Regions from separate parts of the Rattus norvegicus genome. Here region 1 is linked to region 2. A link is a contact called in public Hi-C data. All regions are on one chromosome and are shown on one strand. The core of a region is the stretch at or near the end of the contact, and the rest is flanking DNA. Distances in the headings are between cores, read along the strand shown. Region 1 holds the start of Khdrbs1 (KH RNA binding domain containing, signal transduction associated 1). Region 2 holds the start of Tmem39b (transmembrane protein 39b).

Region 1 (6,034 bases), core at 1,119-3,618, 43 kb before region 2:
ACCTTTTAAGTCACTTGACATCTTAAAAACTATGTTAATAGATTTTTTTTAAAGATCTATTTATTTATTTATTATCTATGAGTACACTGTAGCTGTCTTCAGACACACCAGAAGAGGGCATCAGATCCCATTACAGATGGTTGTGAGCCACCATGTGGTTGCTGGGAATTGAACTCAGGTCCTCTGGAAGAGCAGTCGGTGCCCTTAACCACTGAGCCATCTCTCCAGCCCTGTTAATAGATATTTTTTAAAGTTTTGCTTAGATCTTAATTTTTTGTCTGTGCACATGTGTGTATTGTTCCATGGCACACACGCATAGATCAGGGGACAGCTTTTGAGAGTCAGTTTTCTCCTCCCAGCATGTGGTCTTGGAGATTGACTCAGATCATCAGGCCTGACAACAGTCTAAGCAGCTTAGCCATCTTGACGTCTCTGCCTCAGACTGTTCATGGGAGAGATTTGGGCTCCATCTGCATACATCACCCCAGGATGAAGGGAATACCCTGGAGACTGTGAGGTATTAGAGCAGTAGTGTCTGTCTCATGGTGATTTGTGTCCTGTTGTTCCAGCATTCTGAAGATTAAGACTGAATTGCTGTGAGTTGAAAGCTACCCTGGGGTTTCAGAGTGAGTCCTGGGACAGCCAGGACTCTACGGTGAAAATGTTAAGGGAAGAAAACGCGTTTGTCTTTTTGAGAGAGGGCAATAGGATCCGTAGTGAAAGACTAGCATTCATACCAGTAGTAGGAGCTCTGAGAACTAGACAGCCAACATGGTCTAAGACTGGGCCCGTACTCACTGTTTTACAGAATAAACGGAAGGTGGCAACAGAATGCTTCAGTCTAACCCGTGCTAGGACTGTGTGTATGCCAGCGACCTGAGAAGCTTCTTAGTTTGCTTTTGGGGGACAGGGTGTCCCTTCGATATCCTAGGTGGCCTGGAGCTGTGTATGTAGGCCAGACTTGTCTCAAACTTGAGGTAATTCTGTGGCTCTCCCTCCTCAGAACACTATGAAGGATAACCACCTCATTCCCTTAGTAGGGGTAGACGTGAAGGCCACTATGTGCATGTAGAGGTCAAAACTTGGGAGAATTGGTTCTCTCCTATTTTGGGCCAGGGGATAGAACTCAGGTTGATGATAGTTTTTCCCCCAATGAACTAAGTCAATTCAAGACGAATTAAAAAAATAAAAAAGGCATGTTTATTTGGGAATGGGCTCCCAGGCGAGACCACCAGCCTCAGAGTACCGGAATAAATCAGGGGCAGACTATGGCTGGTAAGTTTTCAATAAGAGTGTAGGCAATAAAAATGATGTGTCTACCACAGGCTGGGCTGGGGTCATCAAGGGAGAGGGAGAGATTTGGGTAGCTGGTGACTTCAGATGAGGTGGATTAGGACAGTCAAGAATTCGGGACTGGGTTTTTTGGCGCCTTTTTCTGTTCTGAGGCTTTCTAAGTGGGCGGGGTTGGAGGGAGAGAGAGAGAAAATTGGAATTTACTGGGGGTAGGGGAGCTGGGGACTCCAACCAAACAGGTGACAAACAGTATTGCCAGTTGTTCTGGCCCCAAATGTATCTTTTAATAATTCTCTCACCAAATTTGAACCTGCTCTAATAGAAATCTTGGTGTCTGACTTCCTGGATGCTCTACTTGGGAATGGAGGGAGCCCTTTTTTTCCGTTGTTTGCGTCTCTGACTGACCCCTTCTGAGTTTCAGTTCTGCAATACATAGCATTTAGTCTTCTATTTCCCATTCCTGGCTTCCCTTTCTCACACCCACCCGGGGTCAGCCTCTCCCAGCATCCCCATCTTCCCATCCCGTTCGCGCAGTCTTTCCCTCTCTTTCGGCCTCGCTTTGCTCTAATCCTCGCGTTCCCCTCTCTCCAGAAGCGTTCCTTTCATTTCCTTGCTGGAGAGGCGGCCCCCGAACCACACAGCAGCACCGTTCCCCCGGGACCTCCCCAGGCTCGGCCGTTGAAGGAGGCGTGGCCCACGAATAACAGGTCTCCTGCCGCACACTCCGCGGGCCCGAGCGCAGACAAAGACATTCCACGGCGCCCGCCCCCTCCGCGCACTCCGCCCGAGGGAGGGGGAGGGGAGACACGTGTACCGCTAGCGCCGGGTCACGTGGAAAAGGAAAAGAAACGAACGAAGGCGGCCGGCGTCTGCGCAGGCGCAATAAACTCGGAGCCTGAGTGGGGAGGCTACGTCTTCAGTCGGCGCAGGCGTCGTGGCCCAACTGGGGACTTTGTTCTCCGCGGAGAAACTCAAGGGCGGTGCCGGTAGGCGCCTGCGCACGCGCGCCGCCTCATTTCCGGTGCTCTCTCGCTGGGTCGCTCGGGTCGGCTTCGGTCGCTGTCGCTCCCGTTCTTCCACCCCCGCCAACCGCCGCTCGGGCCTCAGCGCCGTCGCGTCGCTTCCTCGCTCGCTCGCCACACATCATTCCTGATGCAGCGCCGGGACGACCCTGCCGCGCGCCTCACCCGGTCCTCGGGCCGCAGCTGCTCCAAGGACCCGTCAGGTGCCCACCCCTCGGTGCGTCTGACCCCGTCTCGGCCGTCGCCGCTTCCTCACCGGTCCCGGGGAGGCGGAGGTGGGCCCAGAGGAGGCGCTCGGGCCTCGCCCGCTACGCAGCCGCCGCCGCTGCTGCCTCCCTCTAATCCGGGTCCCGACGCGACTGTGGTGGGTTCCGCGCCGACCCCGCTACTGCCCCCGTCAGCCACAGCCGCGGCCAAGATGGAGCCGGAGAATAAGTACCTGCCTGAACTCATGGCTGAGAAGGACTCGCTCGACCCGTCCTTCACTCACGCCATGCAGCTGCTGTCCGTAGGTAAGCGGGTCTTGGCGTACTTTGGGGTCTCCCGGTACCGGCGGTGGGTGGCCGCCGCTTTGTTCTTGCTCCCGCCCCCTCGGAGCCCAGGCATCGAGAGTGCTCATCTCGACCTAGCCTTAGAGATTCTGCACCCTCAGTCCCACCCCGGATCAGGGTATAAGGGGAGGTTTCGGAACCGCGGTCGAGGCCCGAAGAGGACTCGCGATCTCCGAGCGCGGAGAGGTTGATGGATAGTACCGTGCTCCCGCCCCCTTCTCCTCCGGTAGTAGTTGCCCCGCGCGCCAAGGACCAGCTCTTACCAGAAATGAACCTACTTCTCCCAGCTTTCCCAAAGAGAAAACAATTTGGGGAGGCGGGGTCGCGGGTGGTGGAGAGTGCCTTGACCTGGGTTGTAAAGGTAAAAACTGCCGGAATGCCGGTCCCGCGCGGCGCCTCTACGGAGCGGTGCTGCGGGATTTAGCGGGAACTCGGGTTTAAGTTCATCAGAGGTCGGGGCGACCAGAGAATCCCGGAGCTTGAGGTTTTCTCAAGCAAAGTTTTCCGTTTCGGCCTGTCGAATAAGAATTGCTACAGACCCGGATGGTTTTCTCTCCTTTATTTTAAAATGTGTTTTTGAAGTTATGCAAATGGGGAAATGATGGAGGTAAGGGACGGCAGGTTCTTTTGCGGGAGATGAACGAGAAATTAGTCTTTTTGTTTTAGTTCTTGCTTGAGTAGAGATAGTTTAAGAATGGTAGCCTTTGTTCTCTGCTTGTAGACTAGTGAGCCCTCTTCTCTTGACTTGAGCGACTTAGACATTTTTCTTATTCAAACCGCCTATTGGACCCTCACTTGTAGTTAGACATGGTTTTTAGTAAGTATTTTTTTATGATATCTAAATTTTAGATATCACAGTCTGTCTCACTGATTGAATAGTTGGAGTTTTGTGGGGCAGATGGAACCTTGTTACCAGACAAAAACTGGAGAGGTTGAGCGGATTCAGAAACCCACTCTTGACCTGGTAACTGTCCTGGACCTTGGTAACACTTGACCAAGACACCCCATGGAGAGTCTAACCTCTCAGTCCAAGCCAATAGAAAGCGTCTGCTTTTAGACCCCAACCCACTCCAAAATATATATTCGACCCTATCCACGAGGAATAAAGTTATTTCATCAAAGACCGTCTGAGAGATTGACAGACTCTGGCCAGAATGGTACTGTGGACAGGTCATTGTGAAAATACCATTATCTAATGGAGAGGTGGATCAGCGGTTAATAGCACTTTCTGCTCTTCCACAGGGGTTCAGTTCCCAGCGCCCACATCAGGTGGCTCTCAGACACCTGTAACTTCAGCACTGGGGGACTGATGTTCTCTTTTGTCCTACAGAGGCACTCAAAATACAAATCCGAAAAGAAATAAAAGGAAAATACCATTTTCCTTCATCTGTTCTCTGTCTCCCAGCGTTGTTGAAGGGGCTTTACCGTTTGTACAATGCAAAAAGGTCGTGGATGGACAATGACTTTAAAGACCTGCTTTTCTTTCCAGTCAAATGGAAAAATAAGTGAGGACCTTTGAAGCACAGTAAACCAAACTTGTGGTCAGTAAATAGAAACATCAATTGTTTGCATTTCAGCTCAGGACCTTCATTCTGTAACACGCAGGTTCTTATGTTTTTGTTCTTTTGTTCTGACAACTTAGTTACTGTAAGGATTTTTAACCCCCCCCCCTTTTTTTTTTAAATGAGGCAGGTCTCAAGTAGCTGAGGCTGGGTATTTACATATATCTACATTTATATATAGCCCTTTGTGACCTGGAACTTGTGGTCCTTTTCCTCCAGGGTTTGGGAGGTGTGCCCCACCACATTCAGTTTGTGCAGTGCCTAGGATCAGGCTTAGTACTCTACTAACTTATCTACATTTTCAGGCCATTATCTTTTATATTTTTTTATACCGGCTTGCAAATAGCAAACACCTGTGTTTGATTGACTTTGATAAGTGCCTGCCGACTGAAGAATATCACTATGAAAGGTTGACTTGGTAGTCTTATTTTTATTTCCTCAAATCTTTATAACCTGTCAGGTTAATTGCTAAAGAGTTATATCAGGTCGAAGATGTTAACTTTGGAAACTGACTGTTAACTAGTTACTTGGTCCTGAGAAACTAACTCTGCAGTGTCATCTGTGCAGTGGTGAGTGTGAGATCTAGGTTGTGTGTAAAATCAGCCAGTTACCTCTGACCTGTACTCACCAAACAAAATGTCACCATCGTTTTCTTCTGCTTATAAATTCCTATATACACAGGGCATAGTTTGGCCTTTCTGACTTCAAGTGCAGGTGATCATTCTTTTTTCAACAGGGTTTTTTTTTTTTTAAATTTTTTTTTTTTTTTTTTTTTGGTTCTTTTTTTCGGAGCTGGGGACCGAACCCAGGGCCTTGCGCTTCCTAGGTAAGCGCTCTACCACTGAGCTAAATCCCCAGCCCCTTAAATATTGTTTTTAAATGTTTCTTTTAGCTCTGCAGTCACAGGTTTAACTTCAGTGTGGTTACTAAGAGAAAACACTTTAATTTTTAAAGTTGGGTCTTTTTTGCTTTTGCCTTATTTATATTTTTAAATTTTTCTTTATTAATTTCTATGTGCATGGGTATTTTGCCTGTATGTCTGACTGTGAGGTTTTCAGATCCCCTGGGTGTGGAGTTAATAGACCACTGTGAGCTACCATCTGGGTGCTGGGAATTGAACCCAGGTCCTTTGGAAGAACAGCCAGTGCTCTTAACTGCTGAGCCATCTTCCAGGCCCCAGTTTTTATTTTTGTTGTTTTTTATTGTTTTGGTTTTTTGTTTGTTTTTGAGCTAGGGTCTAACTATGTAGACTAGGCTGTCCTCAAACTTAGAGCTACCTGCCTCTGGATGGCTGAGAAGACAATCCTATTACCAGTACAGATGAGGAGATAAAAGGCAAACATGATAGTTGACTAAACAACAAAATTAGCAACATCAACAGGACTTACAGTCAATCTACATTTGGTTCACACACTTAACTCCTTTTTCCCTCCAATAGCTAAAAGGTTCTTCCTTGCTCCCTCATTATACACTGCCTGCCAAAAATGGAATTTTAAAAAGACAACCCATTTGGTTGGAATAAGAAAGGTATGGGGATGGGGAAGTCTGGAGTGCTAGTAAGGGAACTGAGGATGAAGAAGCTGAGATTCAGATACTGAGAGCGGTG
Region 2 (6,113 bases), core at 2,539-5,038:
GTAGATTTCCGAGTTTGGAGGCCAGCCAAGACTACAGACTAAACCCAATCTCAAAGTTTCCCAGTGACTTAGTGCTTTATTATCTGTAGAATATAAAAATGTGAAGAGTTTGACAAAGCATAGGTATGAGAGCTGATGTATGGAAGGGCAAATCAGACAAGGAATGAAAATTGTCCAAGAGATTAAATATGGACACCTTGGAAGGCTCTTGTATTAAGAATCAGATCTGGGGGAATAGAGAGATGGCTCAGTGGTGAAGAACACTGAGTGCTCTTCCAAGGTACTGAATTCAATTCCCAGCAACCACATGGTGGCTCACAATCATGTGTAATGAGACCTGGTGCCCTCTTCTGGTGTGTCTGAAGACAGCTACTGTATATTCATGGATTAATTCTTTTTTAGAAAGATCAGATCTGAAGTGTCTGGGAGAAATAAATCAGCTGGGGTGGCTCAGGTGACATTTCTTTAAAGCCTTTGCTTTCATCAGTCATCACAAGTAGATCTCAAGATTACTTTCTTGATCATTGTAGCCTATATACTATGAAAATATTTCACCTGCATTCAATCACTAATTTCTCTATCCCTTCAGCTCAAACTAGCCACTAGTCTGGAGTAGCAGGACTGTTAGAATATCTTGACTTGCCAATCATTTGCCCACTGGAACTGCAAGAAGATTCAACCACAAATGGACTGAGGAAGAGAAATTTCCCAAGGGAGAATTGGCTTTCTTTTGGAAGTAATGGATATAGAGCAAGTAGTCATAGAAGGGGGTTGGACCCATGGGTGCCCTTGCTGTCTTACACTGAGTTGTGCGTATGCCAAGTCGATTCAGTAAATACTTCTGGGACTTCACTATGTACGAGGTTTGCATATTCTACATTGCAGATTCATAGATTTCCCTACAAACTTAACAGGCAGTTACCTAATTCAAGAGATGTTTTCATCCCCATATGGTACAAGCACACTTAGCAAACAAAAGATCATGCTAGAGATTAATCTCAGGGGCTTATGACAGACACTGGACCATTGAACAAAATCCCTGAACTACTACTCTAATATCAGATCTGACCCCTCCTAGGAAGTTTTCATACTATGCTCTGCCTACCTCTAAATTTGGTATAGTTCAATACATCCTTCTGTTTCTTCATTAAGGTGTAGCAAATGCCAGGATATAGCAGTAACTAAAAATAGGGTTAGGTGTTAAACACACACACATTCCTAGGAATGACCCGGCTTTTGGTGTGTGTATGGTGCTCACAGATACCAGAAGAGAGCATTAGACCCGGAAACTGGCTGTATAGACAGTTGGCAGCTGCTATATATGGGTATTGGGAGTTTGGGTCCTCTAGATTCAGCTAAGTTGTGCTAAGTATTGAGCCATCTCTCTGGCCCCTCTCCTTAGTTAAGGAGTGGGTGTGTGTGTGTGTGAATATATGCACAGAAAGCTAGTGCCTTCTGAGACTAGAGACAGGATCTCCTGTATCCTAGTTAGGTTTTTATAGCTGTGATAAACACCAGGGCCAAAAGAAGCATGGTAAAGAGAAGGTTCCTTTCATTTTATAGTTCTGGTCCATCATGAAGAGAAGTCCGCAAAACCTAGAGTCAGTCAGGAACTAAAGCAGAGGCTATAGGAAGCAACAATTCGTTTGTTTCCCAATGGCTTCCTCAGCTTGTTTTCTTGTACATCCCGGGACCGCCTGCTGAGAGGTGGCATCACCCACAGTGGGCTGAGCCCTCTCACATCAATCATTAATCAAGAAAATGCCTACATGCTTGCCTACAGACCAATCAGATAGGTGGATGCAACTGTCTTTCCCACATGATAGGTGAGCCTGGATTGTATCAACACACTGGGATGCTGGAGCTACAGATCTGCAAACGCACTGCTACCCACTTCCATCCCCCTCCTTCAACACGTCAGGCCGAGTGCCCTTACTGTCCCGTCTAGAATCTTCACTCTCCCCAGATACTTCCTCTAAGTCATTTCAGTAAAGCCTGCCTGCCTTCCCCATCCTACTTAAAGGCGTCTGGACACCCTTCCCTGTTTTACTACTCATCCAACATTTTTTTTTAAATTATTTTATGTGATGAGTACACTTTAGCTGTCTTCAGACACATCAGGGTTGTGAGCCACCATGTGGTTGCTGGGAATTGAACTCAGGACCTCTGGAAGAACAGTCAGTGTTTTTTGTTTTTGTTTTTTGTTTTTTGTTTTTTCTTTTTTCTTTTTTTTCAGAGCTGGGGACCGAACCCAGGGCCTTGTGCTTGCTAGGCAAGTGCTCTACCACTGAGCTAAATCCCCAACCCCAGTGTTCTTAACCACTGAGCCGTCTCTTCAGCCCCAACATTCTCTTCTAATATTTTACAGAATTTACCAATTATTATGTCTGTCTGCCCTTATAATTTAGGCTCTGTAGAAATTTATTAGTATTTTGTAATTCATTTGATTAATGTGTGCCAAACATGATAATCAATGAAGTCACAAGAGGACTAAAATTGCTTATGAGGAGCTGGGTATCATGGTCGTGGTGCTTGCCTTGATCCTAGCACTTAGGAGGTAGAGGCAGATGGGTCTCAACTCGAGGTCAGCCTGGTCTACAAAGTGAGTTCCAGGACAGTCAGGGATACCCAGAGAAACCTTTGTCTAACCTTTGTCTAGTTGATATAAAGATTGCTTATGAGGCTGGGAACATAGCTGAGTGGTAGGACACTTGCCTAGCTTGCGTTTGGCCCTAATTTTAACCCCTCTCCTCCCCCCATAAATTACTTATCAGTCTTGTAAGGGAGGAAATTACACCAACAGTAACAGTAGCTATTTGCTCCCTCTCTTACGTGCTTGCCAAACACAATGATGGCTTACACTGATTAAAACAGGTACTACAAGGATTGTCTCATTTAATCTTCCATGCCTACAAGATAATTTGTGCTTGCATTAGGTTTTATTTCCATCCTTGCATAAATCTGTCATGGGAGTAATTCTGACACTCTGAAGCAGGGTCAGAAATTCAAGGCCATCCTCTAGTCCGTAGCAAATTCAAGGACAACCGGGACTACCAGAGGCCCTGACTCAAAAACCGAGCTCAAAGGGCTGCTGAGATGGCTCAGCAAGTAAAGGTTCTTGTATACGAGCCCGACATCCTACATGGAAGAAGAATCCGTACTCCTACAGGTTGCCCTCCCATGTCCAGTACTATGTGCATCCCTCCTCCTCCTTCCCCACACACCAAGTTCTACAATGTTAATAAAGAACCCTAATAGGTGATTATTAATACCCAAGAATATTTCAGAATTTGAAAATGGCAGGCGCAGGCACTAATCTAAGGTCGCAGCAGTAAAATGAACAGCGGAATAAAGATGAGAAATGCATAGAGCTTAGGTCATCAAGATTAGGTCAAAGATTGGATATAGAGTTTTGGAGGAAAAGGTTAGTGACTCCTAGATTTTGACTCGGGTGGGCCAAAGTACAATAAAACCAGAGAGCACTGAAAGCCCGGTTTGGGACGCGCTGAGTATGAGGTGACTGTGTTGCACAAGAACATGATTTCACTAGAGGCAGAAGGCCGCTCTGGTGTCCTCCTTCATCCAGAACAGGGTGAAGAAACACAAGAGGTGGGTTCGCCCCCCTTCAGAATCTCTTAAGCAGCAGCTGCAGGAAAGGCGTCGGGAAAGCCAAGACAAAGAGCGCTAGCACAGCTTTTGTCCAAACGGCCCCTTTAAGAAGCGCGCTCCCGACTCCTAGCCCGCCTAGCATGCAAATTGAGCAGCCGGAGGGAGCGTGCGGCTGATACCCGGTCGGGCTGCGGCGGTTAGTCCTCTCTCGGCCGCCGTCGCCTCCGACATATTGCCCGCAGGAGCTGCGGCGGCGAGCGGAGAGCGCCGGGGGAAGGAGATGGGTGAGCAGAGCTAGCTGGGCTCCTCCGGGGTCGCGGGATGGGGGAACCTGGCTGCTAACTGCCGCCCCACGCGGACCGGAGTCGCGGGGAGGGGGAGGGGAAGGGACGCGGCTCAGACGGGACCCCGCCTCTCCGGTCCTGAGGGGGCGGGTCGCTGCGTGGTAGGCGGAGTTTCCAAAAGGGAAAGGGCCCCGAGGGGCTCGGGCTTTCTTTGGGGCACACAATTCTCCTAGCTGGAAATGGGAGCCGGGCACCCTGGTGGAAGGGTTTGTGAGCTAAGGGTGCGGTTTTAGGCTTGTGGTCGCCGGTGGGGGAGCCAATCTTCTGGACTATAGGAGTTTGCACTGAAAGCGGTGGGACCGGAGGGATACCTAGCCCACCAAGGGAGTCCATTCTGATCCAAGCTTATATAGTCTTAGTGAGCTTTGCCTGACTTGTGGGCGGGGTCTTTGGGTTGACAGTTGTGTGTGGGCGGGGTTTCTGGGCTAGGGGCTTTAAGTGGGTGCAGAGCTTCTAAAAGATAGTGGGTGTGGGCAGAGTTCCTGGGCTGAGGGGGTGTGTGTTGGGTGGGGGATGTTTCCAAACCAAAGATAACAATGCGTGAACAAAGCTTCCGGTCTGGGGGCTTGAAGTCAGCTCTTTGAACATGCATATTTTGAAGAGCTGTCAGAAAACCTTCAGAGATAGGAAAGCTTGTGCACAATGTTTATGAATGGAGGCTACTGTTTTGCTGTGAGGAAGTTTAATAAGTTATAACTTCGATTCAGGGTTTGGGAGCTATGTGCAGGATGCTGCCTGCCTGGGATCGTAGACTAGACTACTAAACTTAAGGATATAGTTTTGTAAAATCTTAGATTTCGGATTCACAACCACGGGACTCTTTCCAAGGCCATCCTGACGTTGAGCTCAGGCCGTAGGTCATTGAGTTAGATCTCAGAGCCCTGGAGGAAAAACTCATCTCAAACCTGGCCAGATTGCAAGCTTCTGGAGACTCAAATCCAGATGAAGTCCAGCAAATACCAGAGCAGAGCAGCTCAGAACTCGGGGTCTGAAAATCTTACCTCACTGCTCCCGTGAACTGGAATAAGGGGAAAGCAGTGAAAATAACACTGGTAGCACATACCTGTCATCCATCCTAGCATTTGGGAGACTGAGGCAGGTGAATTGTGAGTTTGAGGCTACCCTGTGCTTACATAGAGAGTCGCTTAAAAAAGTGAATTTACTGACCTTCCATTTTAGAGGGTGAGCCAGCAAACGTGTTAGGGTATAAGGTAATTTCAGAGGTTCTGGAGAGATTGCTCAACTGTTGAGTGTTTTTATTTCTGTAGAGGGCCTAGCTTCAAAGCCTAGCAGCCACATTGTGACTCACACCCATCCCTAGCTCTAGCCCCAGGGACCTGAAGCCCTCTTCTGGCTTCTGCATGCATTGGGCATACATACGTGCACACATGCAAAACGTTCATGCACAAAATGAATTAAAAAAATTCTTTTATGAGTGTAAAATAGAGTTTATTCAGAGCATGGGGAGGGGAGCTAAGAGTGTAGTAGAGACAGAGGAAGGCAGAGAAAAGGAGTAGAGAAGTAGAAGGTGGCTATAAGCACATGGAGAGAGGCAGGGGAAGGAGTGAGAGGAGAGCTAGAGCAAAAGGGCAAGAGAGCCTTAAAGATTGTTTTTGTTTTTGTTTTTTTTTTTTAAGATTTATTCATTTATTATATATAAGTACACTGTAGCTATCTTCAGACACACCAGAAGAGGGCATCAGATCTCATTACAGATGGCTGTGAGCCACCATGTGGTTGCTGGGAATTGAACTCAGGACCTCTGGAAGAGTAGTCGGGTGCTCTTAACCACTGAGCCATCTCTCCACCCAAGATTGTTTTTTAAAAAGATAATTTCAGGGGGTTGGGGATTTAGCTCAGTGGTAGAGCGCTTGCCTAGCAAATGCAAGGCCCTGGGTTTGGTCCCCAGCTCCAAGAAAAAAGAAAAAGAAAAGAAAAAAAAAGAATTTCAGAGAATGAAATGTGGAAAGAATAGAATGGGGGGGGGAGGGGCAACTCCTTCTAAAATGGCAGTAAGGGGGCTGGGAAAAGGCCCAGGGAATGAAGCGCTTGAAGTCCTGAGGGCCAGAGTTGAGTTCCTCACCTGTCTGGAAGCTGGCTGGGCAGGTGTGGCACCTGTAATCAGTCCCAGCACACTGAGGCAAGCCATTAGTGAAATGT

Evidence for each region. Hi-C and Micro-C count contacts between places; a contact is called where the count stands out from the background.
Region 1: a Hi-C map of the A7r5 cell line shows a contact between it and region 2, with 1.8 times the contacts expected there. The contact joins the promoter of Khdrbs1 here to the promoter of Tmem39b in region 2. A contact is called at or near these places in 2 of 12 Hi-C or Micro-C datasets (the A7r5 cell line and mammary epithelial cells) and 1 of 1 datasets of contacts at active chromatin or transcription factors (oligodendrocytes).

Annotation. Positions count from the first base shown.
Region 1 is chr5:147,369,782-147,375,815 of GRCr8, reverse strand. Khdrbs1 (KH RNA binding domain containing, signal transduction associated 1) reads left to right here and starts at 2,368. Exons shown (of 9, transcript NM_130405.2): 1 at 2,368-2,827. The coding sequence starts at 2,446.
Region 2 is chr5:147,328,570-147,334,682 of GRCr8, reverse strand. Tmem39b (transmembrane protein 39b) reads left to right here and starts at 3,788. Exons shown (of 9, transcript NM_001014192.1): 1 at 3,788-3,893. The coding sequence starts at 3,890.